Linked DNA regions of Columba livia: region 2 is linked to region 1. A link is a contact called in public Hi-C data. All regions are on one chromosome and are shown on one strand. The core of a region is the stretch at or near the end of the contact, and the rest is flanking DNA. Distances in the headings are between cores, read along the strand shown. Region 1 overlaps VEGFC (vascular endothelial growth factor C). Region 2 overlaps VEGFC (vascular endothelial growth factor C).

Region 1 (3,789 bases), core at 867-3,366:
AAGTTGTTTTATTCCTACTGGCACTCAACATTATTTTTTTAACAAGGCATCTGTTACATAGTTTAACTAAACAATAGGTCACACAATAAATATGTAGAAAAAAACCTTCAAGCTACTGTACTATAACGTTTAGGCTTTGAAGTTCTGTTTGAAATAAAAAAAAAAAAAAAGAAATACACTTTTCCTGTGTAGTTTTAAAACTCAAATGAATTTTTAAGACCTCCTATGAATATTAACAGCTTGCTATTAATGTCACTATGCGAATACATTTCTTTTGCATTTGGCTGAAAAAGAGTCTTATCCTTTTTGGATAGAACATCAATATACGTGAATAAATGCAAGGAAAAATCACTTATAGAAAAACAGATTTTATTTGAAAGAAGCCTATTAAAATGTAAAAGGATATAATTACCATTAATAATTGCTCTTAATTCCCTCTGGCTGCTTTGAAGATTTCAGTGCAAAACTGTGGACTATAAACTTTAGCCTATCAGGTGAATATAACACTCATTTCAGAGCTGTGTGGAAACAGATATTCCTTTAGATTATTTTAAATTTTATTTTACCATCTAGAATACTAGAACTCCGAAGATCCAGCAGTAAACATCTGTTTTCATCGTAAGAGATTAGAATTAAAGACTTACTAGGAGTAACCCAAGAGCAAACAGTGTGTGGTACAGGTGCCTTCTACCTGCAATCCCTCTTAAGAAGGAAAAAAAAAAAAAAAAAAGCTTTTACTATAGCATAGTTTGTACCATCTCTTTTGTGGCTGTCTTTGTAGCAGACAGCAGCAGTGCCATGTAGTTTGGGTTCACTGAGCTTTACCAGGTTCTCTGACAGTCTGACCTCCTCTGTAACCTCCATGGCTGGGGCAGCTCTGAACCCAGCACCACCCCACAGTCCTTCCACAGTACAGGGGCTGCTCCTGACTGGTCCCATCTCAAGGGAACTGAAAAATAAGATGGAAATATGACCAGGTGAGTTATTTACTCACTTATTTAGGTGAGTCAGCTGTGAGTGGCTCTAGTTATAGAAAGGGACTAGAACACAATTATGACTAACCTGCTGGGTTTGGGAGTAAAAACAAAATCTGGCTCCAAAAAGTGATGACAAAGCTGGCTTTTTGAACACTCAAAATTTTAAAGCAGAAAAAGCAAAGGGGACTTCTGTGTATCTCTGAAAATTATTTTAATGTAATATACCGCACTTTGGAGCCTATCTTTTTAATAAACATCTGCAAATTTTAGCTTTATTATTTTATATGCTTGTCTCTCTACCTCCTCCTTCTCTATCAGGGTCAGCTAGTTGCCCTGGGAAGATGCCATTGCTGCAGGGAGCCTTACTAAGGAGCTAGGGTTGTTTTTAGTTTTGAATGCACTCAGGCTTATATTCATTATCAATAGAGAAGATTAGGTTGAGTTACCCAGCTGGAACCTGCTAGTGAAAATGGTCTGTTGCTCTACCCTTTGCACTCAAGAGTTCTATGCTGGGACAGATTAGTTGAAGTGTCCCTGCGGAGTATAGCTGTAGGTTTGTGATGGGATAGGAATTTTAAAAATAGATTAGGCCCAGCATGCTACCCGCTTTTTAGATCAGTGGTAGCTGCTTAAATTCAAGTTCCAAAGAGATAAGCTACCAGAAGGACGATGGACGTGATGTACTGAAGGCTGCTTTGCCCAGCGATGGTCTGGTTCCATGTTGTGTGCGTCAGCTGCCTACTCCAGCCTGAAGTGTTGAAAGTCAAGAGACTGGCCAAAGGAGAAAGATTAACAAGTTGTGCTGAAAGGAAGAAACAGTCAAGAACTGGTCTAAGAATGTCTCTTATTACATAAATTCATTAATGATAAGGGGGGGAAATTAGTACGGCATTTACAGTATCACAGGGAACTAGGATCTGTGTCACCCAGTGTTGAGTGCTAAGGAAAATGAAATTTCTTGGCCAGATGGTGAAACAAGGAATTATTTGTGGCCTCTGATGCAATCTGCATATCAATGCAACTTTGTTCTTTAGTTCTTTGTTACTGCCTTTTTTTTTTTTTTTTTTTTTTTCCGCAGCTTTTGGAAAATGAAAAGGTTAGGAATTGAATTTTGAATTCATACAGACAGTGGCTCCTTATCCTTCCGATTTTTTGTGCCCAGGATGTATCCTTAGGTCTGATAGCAACAATACCACTTTAGATTTAAGAGAAAATGTACAGCTTTATGAAGGGAAAATGTTATGCTTTTTATTAAGAAATTGTTTAGCAGAGTACAAAACCTTAGTAACCAAGTAATGCATGGTGCCAATTCAAACTACTAGTAACGGTAACTTCCAGACCAAAAATTGGTATGTAAGTTTGTTGTTTTGCATTGTTTTATCATTTGTTTAAAAAAATAATTTAAAAAATCTGCTGCCTAACTTTCTCTGTGATATATATCCCCTAAACAGATACACTGGTATCTGTTTGTTTGTTTTTCTTTTTAAGGCAGAATGATTAAATCTAGTTTCAATGGTGATGGCAACAGCACTCTTTATTCATTTCGTTGTAGTTTATAAAGAATATTTTACAGATTGGATTTCCTGTGTGCTTCCTTCCAGCCCTATCTGTTGGACTAACTTCTGATGCAATCATGATGTGTAAAAATAAGGTTTTTAGTTATGACTAAGTATACGGGATCTGAACACGAGTCTAAAACACAAGAACAAATTTACTTTGTGGTTTGGACCTGAATCAATGAGAAATTGATTCAGTTTCCCTCAAAATATAAGAACTGTCCTATTGGCTCACACAAACCATCTGTCTAGACTGTCTATCTAGATTTCTGTCTCCAGCAGTTGCAATTGAACATCCCATTTAGCGGGAGCTCATAAGACTGTCTGCTTCCATGGCCCATTTCCTTCACGCATTTCCAGTATCTGCATTCATTGAATTAGGTATGCAATGTCGTACTCCTTTTTTTTTCTTTTCCCTTTTTTTCTATTTTGTGTGAGTTTATGGTTCTAATCTCCACTAATTTGTCTGATCTATTTTTAAATCTCACAGCTCACTGCCTCCCACTCCTTGTAACAACAAGTTCCGCAAGTTCGCTATCTGGTGTATCAATGTAAAAAAAACTCAAAAACCATACCCCAAAAGGTCCTGACACACTTAAACCAAATCCCAACCCAAACCACAAACCTCTGTTGCATCACTTTTAAACTAATCTTCAATTATGTGAAAAAAGAAGATGAACCCAAGAAAGAATCTCAGATCTGAATGTCTCCACATTTTGGCATTTTCTGTTACTGAATCAGTAAGACAGGCTTAAGCAAACCCTCCACTCTGAACCAGCACCTCGGGAGGGAAGTTTTGACCTTCACTCAAACATTGCAATAGGTAACTAACAATGCTTTTGCTGACCGCAAAGAATCAAGGGTGGCATAGGTGGAACACACTTTTACTAGCTTAGCTTTACAGATCTAGCTAGAAAGGACAGCACAAGCAGGTAGGCTTAGAATTGGAAATAGTTTTGATAAATCACTAGGGGGAAAAAAGTGAGATAGTGGACACTGTTCTGTTGGGAAATGTGAGCGCTTGCTTATGTTGGAAGCATCAGATCTACAACTGCAAGAAAGGGAACATATGGCTGGACAGAAAATCGTCAAAAAATATTTAAGAGTTACAGCTGATTGCAAGCTGAACATGAATTTGCTGAATAGGAAAATGCCATATGGGAATGTACATGCAGAAGAATGGGTTGGGGTTTTGTGTTCTGCACAAGACAGGTCAGTTTTGAAGTACGCTTTTTCAGTGTTGGGCATCATCATTC
Region 2 (3,789 bases), core at 684-3,183, 58 kb after region 1:
GAAATTTCTGTGACCTGTTGCTAAATATTTAGACCACAGATTAATTACATTTACTCAGGGTTTTAAATACTGATTTTAAAAACTTGGTGAAAAGGCAAGTTACTTAGTATTGAGAGATATTACACAACAATAATAAGAGGTGACCTGTTCATGTAATCCTTCTGTCCTATAAATGGCCACATTGTTAAAAAATTCAAGAATAAACAAGAGCATTAAATGGAAAACTAAAACCTCTCGTCAGAGTGAGAATGCACCACATGCTGTAGCCTGTGTGTTTAGCATAACTCAGCAATGCTCTTAGTGTGCAATTTCTTATTCCACCCCTTAGTGAAAACTTTTTGGTATGTACTATTGATCTGTAGGATACAAAACATTACATTAAAGCTGTTCCTACTGCTTTTTTGAAGCCCATCACTTGATACATGGCGAGATCTCTTTTATTTCTCACTAATTAGGGTCTAGGATCCCTTTGCATAGCACACATAATGTGCTCAAGCAGTATCTCAGAATGGGCTGGCATTCAAATTAAAATAAAGGGATTATCCCATACCTTTCTGCTTAGTATATCTCTAGTTGATACTGAGAAGCGCTTTAAATTCTCACTGCCTGTGTTACATCTGCCAAAGTGATGACAGATAATTGCAGTGTTAATAATTTTCTTCAAAAACTGTCTCCATATTTGTTTGATTTCACCAACATAGCTAATGGCTGTTTCTAATAGAAATAATGATAATACCAGTGAAAGCTCAGTAAAGACTGAAAATAAACAATCTCCTTATAAAGGCCTGGTAGTTTATTCTTCTGTGCTGATTTTAATGAGATACATCTGACTGTGAAAGAAAAACAAAAGGTTGAAGGGTATCTTTAAAAACCAGCAATATTCACACCTTTAAAAAAAAATATCCCTAGCTGGTGTTTTGCTATTTTCTGAGTAAGATCTTATAACCAGAACTTTTAAGTTGGAGTTGAATTTCTAAGTATTTAAGTTTTTCGAATTGTGTGGTTCACCTTCCTCAGTGTTAGTTAAAAGTTGCTTGAAAGTATTAAAAATAAACACATTGTTTTTATGACACGTCAAATTCTACAGAACTACCATGCGGCATCAACCCAGATGCTTCTTACTCAGGGCACATGCGATTGGCACCACAACCTTGCAGGCTGCTGTGGTTGTATTGCAGGCGGCACAATGTTGGCCTTATTTTTACTTATAAATTGTTACCTTTTTCTTCTGGTCATGCACCCAGTCACAGTGATCCTCACATTTGTCACTGCTCGTCAGTGCATCTGAGGATGACCAGGAAAATAATACACAAATCTCATCTGGTGCAGATTGCACTGCTTGGTGTCTCCAGGATTTAATCAGATGTAAGCCATTCGTCACCAATAATCCAAATCGTTACTGATTCCCAATCTATTTGTAATGTTAGCTGGAAGCTTCAGTATGAGTCTTTGAATCAATTAAAGAATCCAGATGCAGCTGCACTTAAACAGCAAATGCTTATCCCGCAAATTTCCATGACTGCTGTGCAGCCTTTGACCTTTCATTTGTAGGCTCATCTAGTGTGAGCTCCTGAATAGTGAATCAAGTCTTTTGATAAAGGGCTTGACTTTCATAATTTGTTTTGCAATTATGACTTGCTGTATTCTTAGAAACAGTTTGCAGGATTTTGTGACTACAAATTGAAGACTGCTGCTGTGGAGCAATGTAAAATTTCAAAGATCGGGCTCAAGTGCATGAGAACAAACCCTTTTCTGTTGCTATAATCTAGTTGTGAAATTGCTTCAAAAAAGGTAAATTCTCAAAACTGCTTTCCTTCATAGTCAGGAGTGGTGTTTATTGACACTTTTCCTCATTTCTGTGCACACATGTATGCATGTCTAGATCATAAGGAATTTTCTCATGGCACTTACCATCTCTGTATCAGATACCATGTCACCTACGGCAATGTCTGAACTGCCCAGGCTTATAGAAACTTGTGAGAACTGGCCACCTAAGAAGAACTTCTAAAGAAACCGGTCAACAGAGCAGGGAGTTGATCTAGAAAGGGAGGAATGATTTTTTTTCTCTCACTGCTTCCCAGGGAAATCAGACTCAGATTAAAGAAAAGGGTATTTTCATAAGTAATTCCCTTTGACTATATGAAAGTACGGGCATTTTATTAGTGAATGTTGAGAGCTATTCAGGAATGCAGGTACTTGAGAAATAAGCACCATCCGAGAAGTACATTTCAGAATCTCTGTAGCAGCTAAATGTTTGACTGAAGGACCAAACATAAGTGCCCTTGTGCAAATCTGTAATCTTAGCTATGCTTTTTCAGGATTTTCTGAGAATATCTAAATAAAATATTACCTGAAAAATACTGATTTGCATAAAAATTAGATTTCACTTAACATGGAAATTTTAGACTACCTACTTCAGTTTAAATACTTGTACTCATAAACAGGAGAGCAATATTAAATAATATAAGCCTAGGATGATTTTCTAGCAGTTTATGCATCTTCCTCACCAAAAATGTTCCAACTAAAGAAAAAAATGTCATTAATATTATACTAGTGAAACTTCCATAGTCTTAATCTTATCCTCATAGCCAATGTCTTTTTCTTCCATTTTAACAAATTCTCTTTCAAATCCTCTCCACAAACAGTTGGGTTTTCTTCCCCCTTGTCTATCCACTTTGTACATTCTTCCCTTCTCCCCACCATTTATTTACATGCTTTTTTACCTGGTGTTAGTATTTAAAATGTCAGAATGAGTAGAGATTGCTTAAAGCATAATATAGTTCAGATCATTATATTTATTTTATACTTCCATTCTAACTTGTTTGATGTGCTTTATAAGCTCTTTGGAGCACAGAGACTGATTCTAATCTCTGTTGTTCTCATTAAGTTTTGATTTAGTTGAAATTAACTGCAGTGTTCTTACTACTCATTTAAAGTAACGTGAAATAAAAAATTACGCTCACTGTTACTGTTTCACTTTTATAAGGCACTGCTTTGCTGCTATATTGAATGGTAACTTAAAAGTTTGCAATTGAGTACAGTAATTCAGTTTTACTAGTGACAAACTGATGCATAAGAGATAAAAATCAGGGCTATAATGATTGTAGAGGCAGATAAAAAAGTTGAATTTAATAATTAACTATATTAAATAGGATTTTTTTTTAGTGACATCAACATCCAAAAAAACTAGTGCTGAAATACATGAAAATTGCAATAAAATATGCAAGTGAAGTGTTTATACATATTTTTCTTTTGCAATACTTCTGTTTGTTTGCACACTGTTTCAATGTTAGAATTTACCTGCTTGATTTTTTATACACTTCAGTCAGTCAGTAAGTACAGTATAAAAATGTATTAAAATGGAGGGTTTTAAGGACAGCATTTTCCTATTAAGGATTGTCAACAAAATCCTTGAAAATTAAATGAGCTGACAACAGATGCGTAAAGTACTGTTATAGCACATTGCACCATCAATTATGTGTCAAGTGTGCTGCCAAATATTAAGTGTTCTGACCTTTGTTATTAATAATAGAGGCAGACACTGGGGACATGTGGAAGACAAATAATGTAATGCACGGAAAATCTATTATAGATTTGATTTTGTGAATGGACATGGAGCCTGTTTGGTATCCTGCTTCTCCCTTTGTAAGCTACAATTTTATGTGGAACTGGACATACAACATAATGGAAATGAATATTGTGAAAAACAACTTCAACAGAGTAAAATGTTCCTAAATTAAATAAATAATACTGAGAGGGAGCTTGGCATCAACTCTTTACTACTTTATT

What was found. A called contact is a pair of places that touch in the nucleus more often than the background predicts.
Region 2: a Hi-C map of crop shows a contact between it and region 1, with 1.7 times the contacts expected there. The contact joins two enhancer-like sites. A contact is called at or near these places in 2 of 2 Hi-C or Micro-C datasets (crop and liver).

What each region holds. Positions count from the first base shown.
Region 1 is chr4:37,555,810-37,559,598 of bColLiv1.pat.W.v2, forward strand. All of the region lies in intron 1 of VEGFC (vascular endothelial growth factor C), which reads left to right. Among named protein-coding and RNA genes, the nearest start is that of VEGFC, 130 kb to the left of the region's middle. Within about 2 kb of position 2,117, at least 1 of the 3 cell types and tissues checked has an H3K27ac peak away from gene starts, as active enhancers do.
Region 2 is chr4:37,614,493-37,618,281 of bColLiv1.pat.W.v2, forward strand. All of the region lies in intron 1 of VEGFC (vascular endothelial growth factor C), which reads left to right. Among named protein-coding and RNA genes, the nearest start is that of ASB5, 130 kb to the right of the region's middle. Within about 2 kb of position 1,934, at least 1 of the 3 cell types and tissues checked has an H3K27ac peak away from gene starts, as active enhancers do.